Linked DNA regions of Cricetulus griseus: region 2 is linked to region 1. A link is a contact called in public Micro-C data. All regions are on one chromosome and are shown on one strand. Each heading gives the region's core, a stretch centred on a gene start, on an enhancer-like site or on the middle of the called end of the contact. The rest is flanking DNA. Distances are from core to core; before and after follow the strand shown.

What was found. A called contact is a pair of places that touch in the nucleus more often than the background predicts.
Region 2: a contact with region 1 is called in a Micro-C map of the CHO-K1 cell line, with 1.9 times the contacts expected there. The contact joins the enhancer-like site here to the promoter of Igf2bp2 in region 1. A contact is called at or near these places in 2 of 8 Hi-C or Micro-C datasets (both in the CHO-K1 cell line).

The regions. Positions count from the first base shown.
Region 1 is chr4:66,740,422-66,745,522 of CriGri-PICRH-1.0, reverse strand. It overlaps Igf2bp2 (insulin-like growth factor 2 mRNA-binding protein 2), which reads right to left and starts at 2,949. Exons shown (of 16, transcript XM_027413005.2): 1 at 2,684-2,949; 2 at 1,116-1,176. The coding sequence starts at 2,861. It overlaps LOC118238804 (a long non-coding RNA gene), which reads left to right and starts at 3,023. Exons shown (of 2, transcript XR_004769973.1): 1 at 3,023-4,097.
Region 2 is chr4:66,787,553-66,792,653 of CriGri-PICRH-1.0, reverse strand. The region is part of intron 2 of Igf2bp2 (insulin-like growth factor 2 mRNA-binding protein 2); the gene reads right to left. Among named protein-coding and RNA genes, the nearest start is that of Igf2bp2, 48 kb to the right of the region's middle. Within about 2 kb of position 2,628, at least 1 of the 6 cell types and tissues checked has open chromatin away from gene starts, as enhancers often do. A contact at or near this core is called in the CHO-K1 cell line, where this site is marked.

The DNA.
Region 1 (5,101 bases), core at 1,700-4,199:
GTGTAACAGCCCAAACTGCAAATCATTAAATCTTAACTTTTTCAAAAACAAAAGTAGTAAACAGTTTTCTAATGTGGCACACAACCGTTTCCAAATAGAAATTCCGTGACATTAAAATGTATGTGGAACTATGCACACAATGTTTTTAAAACCCTCCAACACATCCAAGTATTTATAAAAATCCATTTGTTTTAAAATGTGCTCAATCCTGACAGAGCTTGAGCATCTACCTCTGCCTAAGAAGGTGGAAAATCAAGACTAAGCCTCCCCAGTTCACATGCTTAATGACAAATGGTAAAGAAACGTTCATTAATGGATATTAACTAATTTAAGATGGGGGGGCTTACTCCCCCCACCCAATTTAAAGTCCACGGTGAGCTTTAAACAAGGATGTTCTCCTTCATTCTTGCTTAGCAAGAATGGATAAACCCCAACCCCCACAAAGCGTGTTACTCCTGCATTAACAATAGCTAACTGTCGACTTCACCGCGAGGTTGTTTATTCTGCAACGTTTCTCTAAAGCAACAATTAACAACAAAGCACTCAGGAGCACAGCCCTGCTGCTTCAGTTATTGAAGTCTGGCATCTCCCTGCATCCCATGCAAACAACCAACTTCTTTAGAAAACTATGCAAAATACTGACGCCCCCCCCCATTTACTGAATTATTTTATTATTCGTCACTAAACTATGCAAAAAAAAGGAGTAATTAATCGCATGGTCTAGTTAAGCAATTCAGCTGACACAGTAAATATTTACTCTTAACATCTCACAGGAAGTTTGCTATTGTGCTGGGGGTAGTGATGGCAGTGGGGAGTTCTCAGTGAAAGGCAATTTATGATAAACAACGTAATCGGTAGCAGCCAACTGAATCTACCTAGTGTTCTCCATCCCGACCCCTAATTAGTCACCAAACAGTTTGCAGGCACAGAAAACACCTTATATAATGAAAGTAAAAATAATAATAACAATAATAACTTTCTAAGCTATGTATCTCCACTAACAAACAAAAGCCCTTTAAAAAATAATAGACATTTTTTTAAAGTTGACCACATTTTTTTAGTTGGAAGTCCAATCGCAGAGAAGGAAAAAAAGAAACTAGGCAAAATATATTTACCTTAGCTTTTTAGAGACTGAGTAATCGACCTCCATGATTTTCCCATGCAATTCCACTTTACCTTTAAAACAGAAACGTAAAGTACTCAGAACCTCCTCGAGTCAAACCCGCGGGGGTCTAGGAGGGGCACGCACACTAACTGCGCCCTCGGGCTCCGCCTTCTGGAGCCTTCAAGGGGTCCTCCACCCCGCCGCAGCTGGGCGAACTTAGCTCCAACTGTGATGAAAAGTGGGCGCCACGGGTGGCGGACGAGGTGGGAAGGGCACTAGCCCGGTTCCGACCCAGGTATAGCTGTGGGTGGCATTACCGGAAAACACACTTAATAAAGAGCGGCGCCAATTTGAAAAGATGAGCTCATTTGAAACTCAAGCTGCAGGGCTGGTGCGCCCCGGCTTCTCCGGCCCCCAGCTCCCCATTCCACCATCCGGGGACCCCGAGGCTCCTGGGCGCTCGCCCCCCACCCCCCCACCTTCACCCTACCACCCTCCCTGCCAGCGGCCCCGGGGACACCCGCAGGCGTCCCCCGCTCTGCGGCCGCCTGCTTTGGGGTGACCCCCAGGTCTCTCCAGTACACCCTGCCGCACAAGTTTTCAAGGAAGGGGTTCTCTCCGGGGTCGGGGGTCGCAGGCCCGAGGAGCGTGGTCCGCCGCGTGCGTGTGCGGGATGCGAGTTGGGAACGCGCGCGCGGGCGAGAGTCGCACTCCGACTCCCGTCTGAGCTCCAGCGCGCTCGCGGGCCCCCCGGTCGCCTCTTTCCCGGTTCTCAGCCCGGGCCCCCACCGAGTTGAGACAGGGTACCTCGTAAAAAGGTGCTTCTGGCCGAGCAGGAGGCGGGGAGACGGGAGGCGGAAAGCCCCCAGCCCCGAGTTCTTCTCAATAAAATCGGACAAAAAATTCAGGGAAAAATAGGAGCGCTTCCGAGACCAGCGAAAGGGAAGTGAGCTTCGGGAAAAGACCGAGGGAGATGTGCGGTCCGGCAGGGGCCGGGTGGGGGGGAACCCCGGGACCTCGAAGGGTTCAGTAGGTAAAGTCGAGGACCTGCAGAAAGTGGGGGGCCGGGGGGCAAGGGGGGTCTCAAAAAGGAGACTGCGGCTCGGGAGACGGCAGAGGGTGAGAGGTCTTTGGCACGAGGCATGGGAAGCAGGAAGGTCTGGCCAGGAGGAGAGGAGATGCTGGATTTAGGGGGGCCCCTGGCAAAGAGGGCACTAGAAGGGTCAGAAAAAGGGAAAACGGGGGGACTCTGCAAAGGTGGGGGCGGGGGAAGCTCCGCAGAGCAGCTGGGCACGCCGGGGCGCTCCTAGGGAGCCAGCGAGCCTGGGGACCCTCGGAGGATCACAGGGTCGCCCCGAGGCTGAGGCCCGAGGGTCTAGGTTAGCCCCCGCTGTGGGGGCAGGGCAGCCGGCCGTCCCGGAGCCCGCCCGCCCGCCGCCAGAGTCGCGGGACTGGTGCGTGGAAGTGAGCGTGCGGCGCGGGAGTCGCGGCGGGCGCGGCCCGTGGGGCTCGGCCTCCCCGCTGCCACCGTCCCGAGCCGGCCAGGCGAGGCGCGGCGTGGGTCGCGCGGGTGCTCACCCGAGAGGGTCTCGATGGCGCGGATGGCCCAGTTCTGGTCGGGGTAGTCCACGAAGGCGTAGCCGGACTTGAGCAGGACCTGTCCCGCCAAGGGCAGCTTCCTGTCCCCGAAGAGCTGCCGGAGGTCGTCGGCGGTGACGGCGGGGCTCAGGTTCCCGATGTACAGCTTGTTCATCATCCGCGTCTTCCCGAGAGCCCGCGGCTCCTCCGGCCCGGCACCCGGCGCTCCCGCCGCCTCTGCTGCCCTCCTCTCTCCTCCTGAGCCCGCCCCCGCCCCCACCCTCGCCCTCAGCCTGGCTCCCCCCACCGCGGCCGGCCCGGCCCGCCCGGGGGCAGAGGCGGAGGCGGGACTCGGCGCGGCTGCCTCCTCGGGGCAGAGTCCCGGGCGGGCGCGGGGACAAAGCGCTCGCTCTGCCTCCCGGTACCGGGGCGGCGACGGGCGACGCACCCCGCGCGCCAGAGAGTTGGACCGGCCTGTCCACCGCCGAGAGTGCGCGCCCTGCCCGTCCCGCGCCGTCCCGCGCAGCGCGCTCCGATGGCTCGGCGCTCCCCAGGCTGCGCGCCGGACTGGCGGAAGCGGCGGCCGCCCGAGAGGGGCCGGGAGCGGCTTTGCGTCGCGGCGCGCGGGAGAGGGGCACGGGCGTGGGCGGGGTGTGTGCAAGGTGGACCGGGTGTGGGCGCGCGGCGGTGAGGTGCACAGCGAGGTGAGAGGCGCACGCCACGGCTGACAACTTTCCCCCTGCGCGTCCAGGGCCATGCGCGGATCCGGATGTTGGCTGCAAGCTAGGCTCTTGGAGAAGGGGGCGCATGTGGTCAATGAACGGGGGACTGCGCCGGCCTCTCCCCGAGACCATGTATCCTAGGAAAGTTGCCCTGGCTCTGGGCCTCGGATTTCCTCACCCAAGCAGAGAAAAGAGAGCAGGACCTGAGGCCAGTGGTGGCCAGGTGGCACCCGAGGAGACCACGATGCTTGATGCCAGGCTGAGCGGCCGGTTCGGTTCCAGAGCCTGGGAGGTTCTGTTTTGAGCTCTGGAAGGGACAAGAAGGAAAGATGCCCTTCAACGCAGAGGACCTCGGAGAGGCAGGGTTCTAGATCCCCTCCTGGAAAGGAGGCTTTACAAGGACCCGTGGGAATGTAGGGCTACAGAAGAGGAGAAATGTGCCTACAGAAGAGGAGGGATTCTGCGGTGAGATGACTGGGTTCAACATGGCAAGTGTCTGTTGGAATTTAGAGGGCTTACATCGTGGGAGGTATGGCTGGGTGCAGAAGTGACCTTGGGCTATAGGGCAGAAGGCCTGTCTACTCCGTCCTCAGACCCAGCAGTGTGCCCCAAAGTGTGCCAACACCCCTGAGCCTGCTTTATCTGTAAAAGAAGTAAAGCAACCACCCTGGTGAGGGTGACATAAAGGCTAGGTAAGTAATGTGTGACACACTGAAGGTTTGCTTCCATTTCTTTGTCCAGGGAACCTAGGAGCTTAAAAACTTTGGGTGGAGGTGGGAGCTGTCCTTAATTACTTGTCTTGAGAAGGAAATGATGAAATCTTTTTCCTTTAGATTATTTACTGACATTTCAATTCTAGCTTTCATCAAGTAGTCACACATTTCCTCCTCTCTGGATTTTACTGCTGCTGGAATTGGGAGCTGCTTTGCTGCTGTTCTCAGACGGACAGATAAACCAGGGATAGATGCTTCCTAACTAAAATGTGGAAGAAAATCACAAATGAAAACAATTTGGTGTGCATTAATCACTGGGGACTGGAAGCCAACCACCTTCAGATTATTCACAGAAATGATCCTAATTAGGGTGGTCACCACTCTATGAAAGGGTATGTTTGCCTATTTGCAGTAAGTCCTAGTTCCAGGCTACCAAAGACAAAGAAGGAACTGTCGTGGATTGGTGGTCGTCTTCCTTTTTGAAAGGTTTTTATGCCTTTTATGTTGCATCACATTTTTGAATATGGCAAGTGTTTGTTGCAAAACCATGGCTGCTGTTCTGGGCAGTGTACACAGTCTCCCAATTCTTACTTAGGATGGGTGGCTCTTTATAGTCAGTAGGATCACTTTCAAATTCCTTTCTGAGAACTGGCTGCTTTTTGCTGTCTTTGGTATGTTCTGCCCTGCAGGCATCTTTTAAACAGTGCTACTGAAAGACCAGTGAGCATGAAGGACACTTTTCTCCACACCTCCTGTATTCTTGACTTTTCTTGGTACTATGACAAAATATCTGATCAAAGAAGTTGAAGGGGAAGAAGTTTTGTTTTGGCTCACAGTTTGAGGATACAGTCTGTGGTGGTCACATTGCAGTCACAGTCGGGACAGAGCTGAATGCTGGTGTTCAGGATGCTTTCTTCTTTTTATGTTGTCTAGGACCCCTGCCCATGAAAGGTGCCACCTACATTTACACTGGGTCTTCCTGC
Region 2 (5,101 bases), core at 1,379-3,878, 47 kb before region 1:
ATACATTTTTTTAAACTATCAAGTCTAGACTAGACATCCGAGGCTAGGGGTGATGCTGAGGGTAGAACACTTGCGTAGAATAGACATCTAAGGTGAACTAGATCACTCTCAGCTACAGAGCTGAGGCATGAAAGAAAATGTTAATGGTAATTATCTCTAAGACGTGCAACTGCGTGTGCGTAAAGACAGCGGGGGGGGGGATGGAGGGGGAGAGAAAGAGAGAAAGAGAGAGAGAATTTTCCTAAGTATTTTATAAGCCAAACTGGTGAGAAATACCCTTAAAGACAGGGAAACCAGCCTGGAGAATGGAAACTTGACAGGCAGAGAAAGAAGCATCATGAGACAGAGAACTGTGAGGTTAGGGCGTGCTATGGATCCAACCCCACTCCAGGCTGCTGCTTTGCAGGCTTGGCATCCAGCTGGTAGTGCTATTTTAAGAGGCCGTGGAACCTTAGAAGGTGGGGTTTGGTTCCAGCACTCTTGGCTTCCATCCACCATGATGTGAACATCAAACTCTCCCACTGCCATGACCTGTTTTGGGATATTTGTACACTATGTGAAGATATGCTGCTGTGATTGGTTTAATAAAGAGCTGAATGGCCAATAGCTAGGCAGGAGATCTAGGCAAGATTTCTGGGCAGAGGTGTGCAAGATACCATCGAGATCTGGAATGAGTCGGACACACAAAATAGGAGAGGTAAAAGTCACATGGTAGAACACAGATTAATAAAAATATGGGTCAATTTAAATTATAAGAGCTAGTGGGGCCGGGCATTGGTGGCACACGCCTTTAAACCCAGCACCCGGGAGGCAGAGGCAGGCAGATCTCTGTGAGTTCGAGGCCAGCCTGGTCTCAGAGCGAGTGTCAGGATAGGCTCCAAAGCTACACAGAGAAACCCTGTCTCGAAAAAACAAAAACAAACAAACAAACAACAACAACAAAAGAGCTAGTGGGACAAGCCTAATCTAAGGCCAAACTTTCATAATTAGTAGTAAGTCTCTTGTGTAGTTATTTGTGAACTGGGAGCCCAAAAGGAAAGTCTGCCAAGCTTTTCTGCCGTGGTGGACTGCAACTCTCTCAAACTGTACCAAACAACTCTTTCTTCCCTTAGGTTGCTTCTATCAGGTGCTATGATCACAATGACAAGAAACTAATAGAGAGACTGGAGGAATACCACAATCAGGGAAGCCAAGCCTGTCATTCCAGCCACACGAGAAGCTGAGGTAGGTGGGTCCTTCAGAGGCCTAGGAGTTCAACAACAGTCTGGATGGCACCGAGGCAGCTCACCCCAAGAAACAAAAACAGCAATTTAAAGAACATACAGAAAAGCCAGAGGATTTACAACCAACAATTGGGAGTAACTGAAGGTTTTTAAATGGGACCTTTTATAATAAAAATAATACCTTTCTGGGGCTAGGGATGGAATCAGCTAGAAGAGCTGGACAGCATGCACCAAAGTCCTTGGGTGTGGTCCCAGCCTATACTGACTGGGATAGTGATACATGTCTACAATTTCAGCACTTGGAATGTAAAGGCAGGGAGACAGAAATCCAGTGTCATCTGTGGCTCACTGCATTGTTTGGGGGCCAAACCTGAGCTTCAGGAGGCGCTGTCTCAACAAACAAACAAACATACACACACCTTTTATTTTTGGTGCAGGAGACCCACCCACCTTACAGAGAGTATTAGGATTTACTCAGAGTCTAATGGTTAAAATAGGTCACAGATAAAACATGCTTGAACAGGCAACACGGTTGTGCTGGGCCAAACATCTATACATCATGGCCTCCTCAAAGGGGTCACATAAAGTTATCCAGTGTAACAAATGATTGCTGTTATGTTCTTTCTACCACATACTCCTAAATAAGACTGAGTGCTGAGTTAGTCGTGCAGAGGTGGTGGTTTTGGAATCATCCCGAAGGCAGCAGGGCTCAAGGAGGCTGAGGCCGGTATTCACTGAGCAACTTGTGGACACCCTGCTTCCCCTGAGTCCTGCCCACTTCATGAATCTAGGCCATCATTCTTAAAACAAAACAAAACAAAATGTTGATCAAGCACTTGAAACACGGGAACCACGACACAGACAAGTGACAGGCAGGAATACCCTCACTCATTTAAGTGCTGCTATTTGAGTCCTTTCTGTCTTCTCTCAATGTAGAGTTCGAAAGGGCTCCGAGCAGTGGGTGCTCTGCCATCAGCAGGGCCTCATCTTAGGTGCCTGAGTTACTAGATGTCCAAGGTACAAAGTAGACTTGCTGGAAATGGAAATGACCAGGTGAGGCTTCTTCATTCACACCTGCAGCAACTTCTGCTGCTGGCTTCGTGGCTAGGAACTGGCTATCTCGTACAGGTACGTACACAAACAGGTCCTGTGGGGCAAATGCCACTCTTGAGCAACTCCCATCTCACGTGAGTGGAGGCCGTGACCTGGAGCACCAGCAGGCTGCCAGGAGGGGAGTCTGTCTTGGGAGGTTTATGTCACAGGCCTGGAAGTGGTTTTCTGGAGGCCATCATCACCATGATTCCCAGAAGGACAATTCCTAAAAATAGGTGATGATCTCTCTCCTGTGTAATTATGTTACGATCAAGCAGCTGACATTCTGACAAGTCATTAGTCACAAGCCGTACTGACTCAGATTCCAGCCTGCAGAAGGGATGACCTGGGCCACAACTTACTAAGGGTTTTTTACTTGACAGCTCTCACAGTACTCAGCCTCAGCCCTACCCTAAGACAACGGGGCTGTATTGGTAGGACCTATGTATGCGTCTCCTACAGCCATGAGGTGTCTACTATTTTGCTTCCAAATCACTTGAGTCCAATGATTTATTTCTTTTCCCTCTTTCTCCTTGCTAATTTTAACCCAACTCCAAATTAATATTTTTTGAGAGATAACGTAATGCTTGGCCCCTCCTACCACTTCTCATGACTGAGGAATGAACATCAGCACAAAACATCTTGTGGTGGCCTCAGAATAGAAAGGAAAGTTAAAGTTTTAATTTTTTTTCCCCAAAGCTGCCAAAGCACTGCTTTACTGTAACTTCTGCTCTATGCACTGCTTGCCTCCTCTTCCTCCCATGTAGCTATATTTACTAAAGCCTGAATGCAAGGGGCGTACACAAAGCAAAGCTAAACATAGGTTCTTTGAGTCAGTAAGTCCCGGTCTACAGGGAGGCACTAAGAAAGCAGCCTCCTGTGGACACCAGTGAGAAGCACTGAGCACAGACAGCAGAGTTGAGTGCCTGCAGCAAGGCACACAGGCCACCACCCTCCTTCAAGCACTGCCCACTCTCGCCCCTTTGAGCTATTTCAGCAGTGTGGTAGACGCTGATGTTACCACTACGCCATACCCTACTCACTGAGGCTGCCTGGGAAGGAAAGGGACACATGGAGAAGACGTATCTAATAGCAAGAAAGCATGGAGAGGTGCTGGCAGACTTGGGAAGCCTGCCATGCTTCTCAGACACAGCTTAACTGCAGGGGCTCCATACCATAAGCTCACCGCCAGTCACTGATCTCACTCTTAGCTTAAGCTCATTGACTCAAGGAGTCCTGTGGGACCCGAGGACAGGGAAGACACTGCAGTTCTGGTTTTCTATACAGATGATAAGACTACAACAGCAATTAAGTTCTCTGAGAAGAAATTCTTGTCCGTCAGGCATTCAGGATGTGAGTCGAAGACAGATGATCCTACAGGCTCTCGCTGTAAGAACAGGGGTCATGGGTGCGGAGACAGCAACTACACCTGTTAAAATAGACTACCACCTTTCCCCAAACCAATGGCAGAGACCTGTGGAGAAAAATGTGCATTTTCTAAGGAGCTAAGAGCGGGGTAACAAGCTTATTGTCCACAACAGTTGACCACTACAGTAGAGCCCACGCCACCACCTACTATCTAATGGGAAGCTCTTGTCACACACACTCTAAATAAAGATTTAGATGTATTTTTACCATGAGAGTTTCACCTGTGTGTCTGCCTGTTCATATCTGCTTGGCCACTGTCCTCTTGTCACTCTTTATATGCAGATGGTTCTTTTTGTTTCACCAAACCCTCTTTTGCTAATACACACACAAATTCTATTACAACTATATTTTTCACCCCATTCCCCTCCCCCCAAGACAAAACTGGCTGGCTGGCTGGCTGAGTTTGCCTCCTAGCCCTTGTTTGCCAACACATGGCCCACATAGAGTACTAAGTACTTTCATTGTAAGGGCTGGACTCTTAGCTTCACGCTAGCTTGTGGTATACAGTGAGACTCTGCTCTCTCTGCAACAAAGCAGGAGACATGTGCAGTTGTTTGATTTGATTTTAATTTAGTAGTAAATAATTTAGGATGTTTAGGATTGTACTACCTGGGGAGAGGGGAGAACGCTTTCAAGACACGGCTAATGGGAACATAAACTAGTGCGGCCAACGTGGAAATCAGTGTGGAGTCTCCTCAAGAAATACTGAAAATAGAACCGTGTGACTCAGCTGCACCATTACTGCATATAGGCTGCAGGAATCTAAGTCAGTGTGCCAAAGACATACCAGAACACCACATGCACCACTCCCCATAGCTGAGACGTGGAAGTCTTGATGACCATCAACAAGTGGATGGATTAAAAGCGCTGGCACATATGCACAGTGGAAATGCACAGCACATACAAAAAAATATTATTCCCCTGTAAAAAGGAATGAAATGATGTCGTTAGCAGGAAAATGTATGGAACTGGAGATCATGCTAAGTGAAACAAGCTGGGGTCAGAAAGACAAATACTGGGTATTTTCTCTCTTATGTTGGCTCTAAATTTAAATACACACACACACGCACGCACGCACGCACGCACGCAAAGGGAACTATGTGAGGATAGAAAGGGGTCTGAATGGAGGGGAGGGGGAAATGGGGTACACTAAATAATAAAAATAAACATAACATGTGAAAATCTTCTTTGTCTTGTCATACTTCACAGATGTTTTGGTATGCTCTTGTTATTGCTTTTATTTTCTCTTTACTCCACCTTGAAAGGATGAGTGGATGGGGACCATGTACAGTATTTTCTTTAAATATTAGATGGACAAGTTTAGAAGTAGATTTGTTCAAGGTCACAGCCTTGATAAA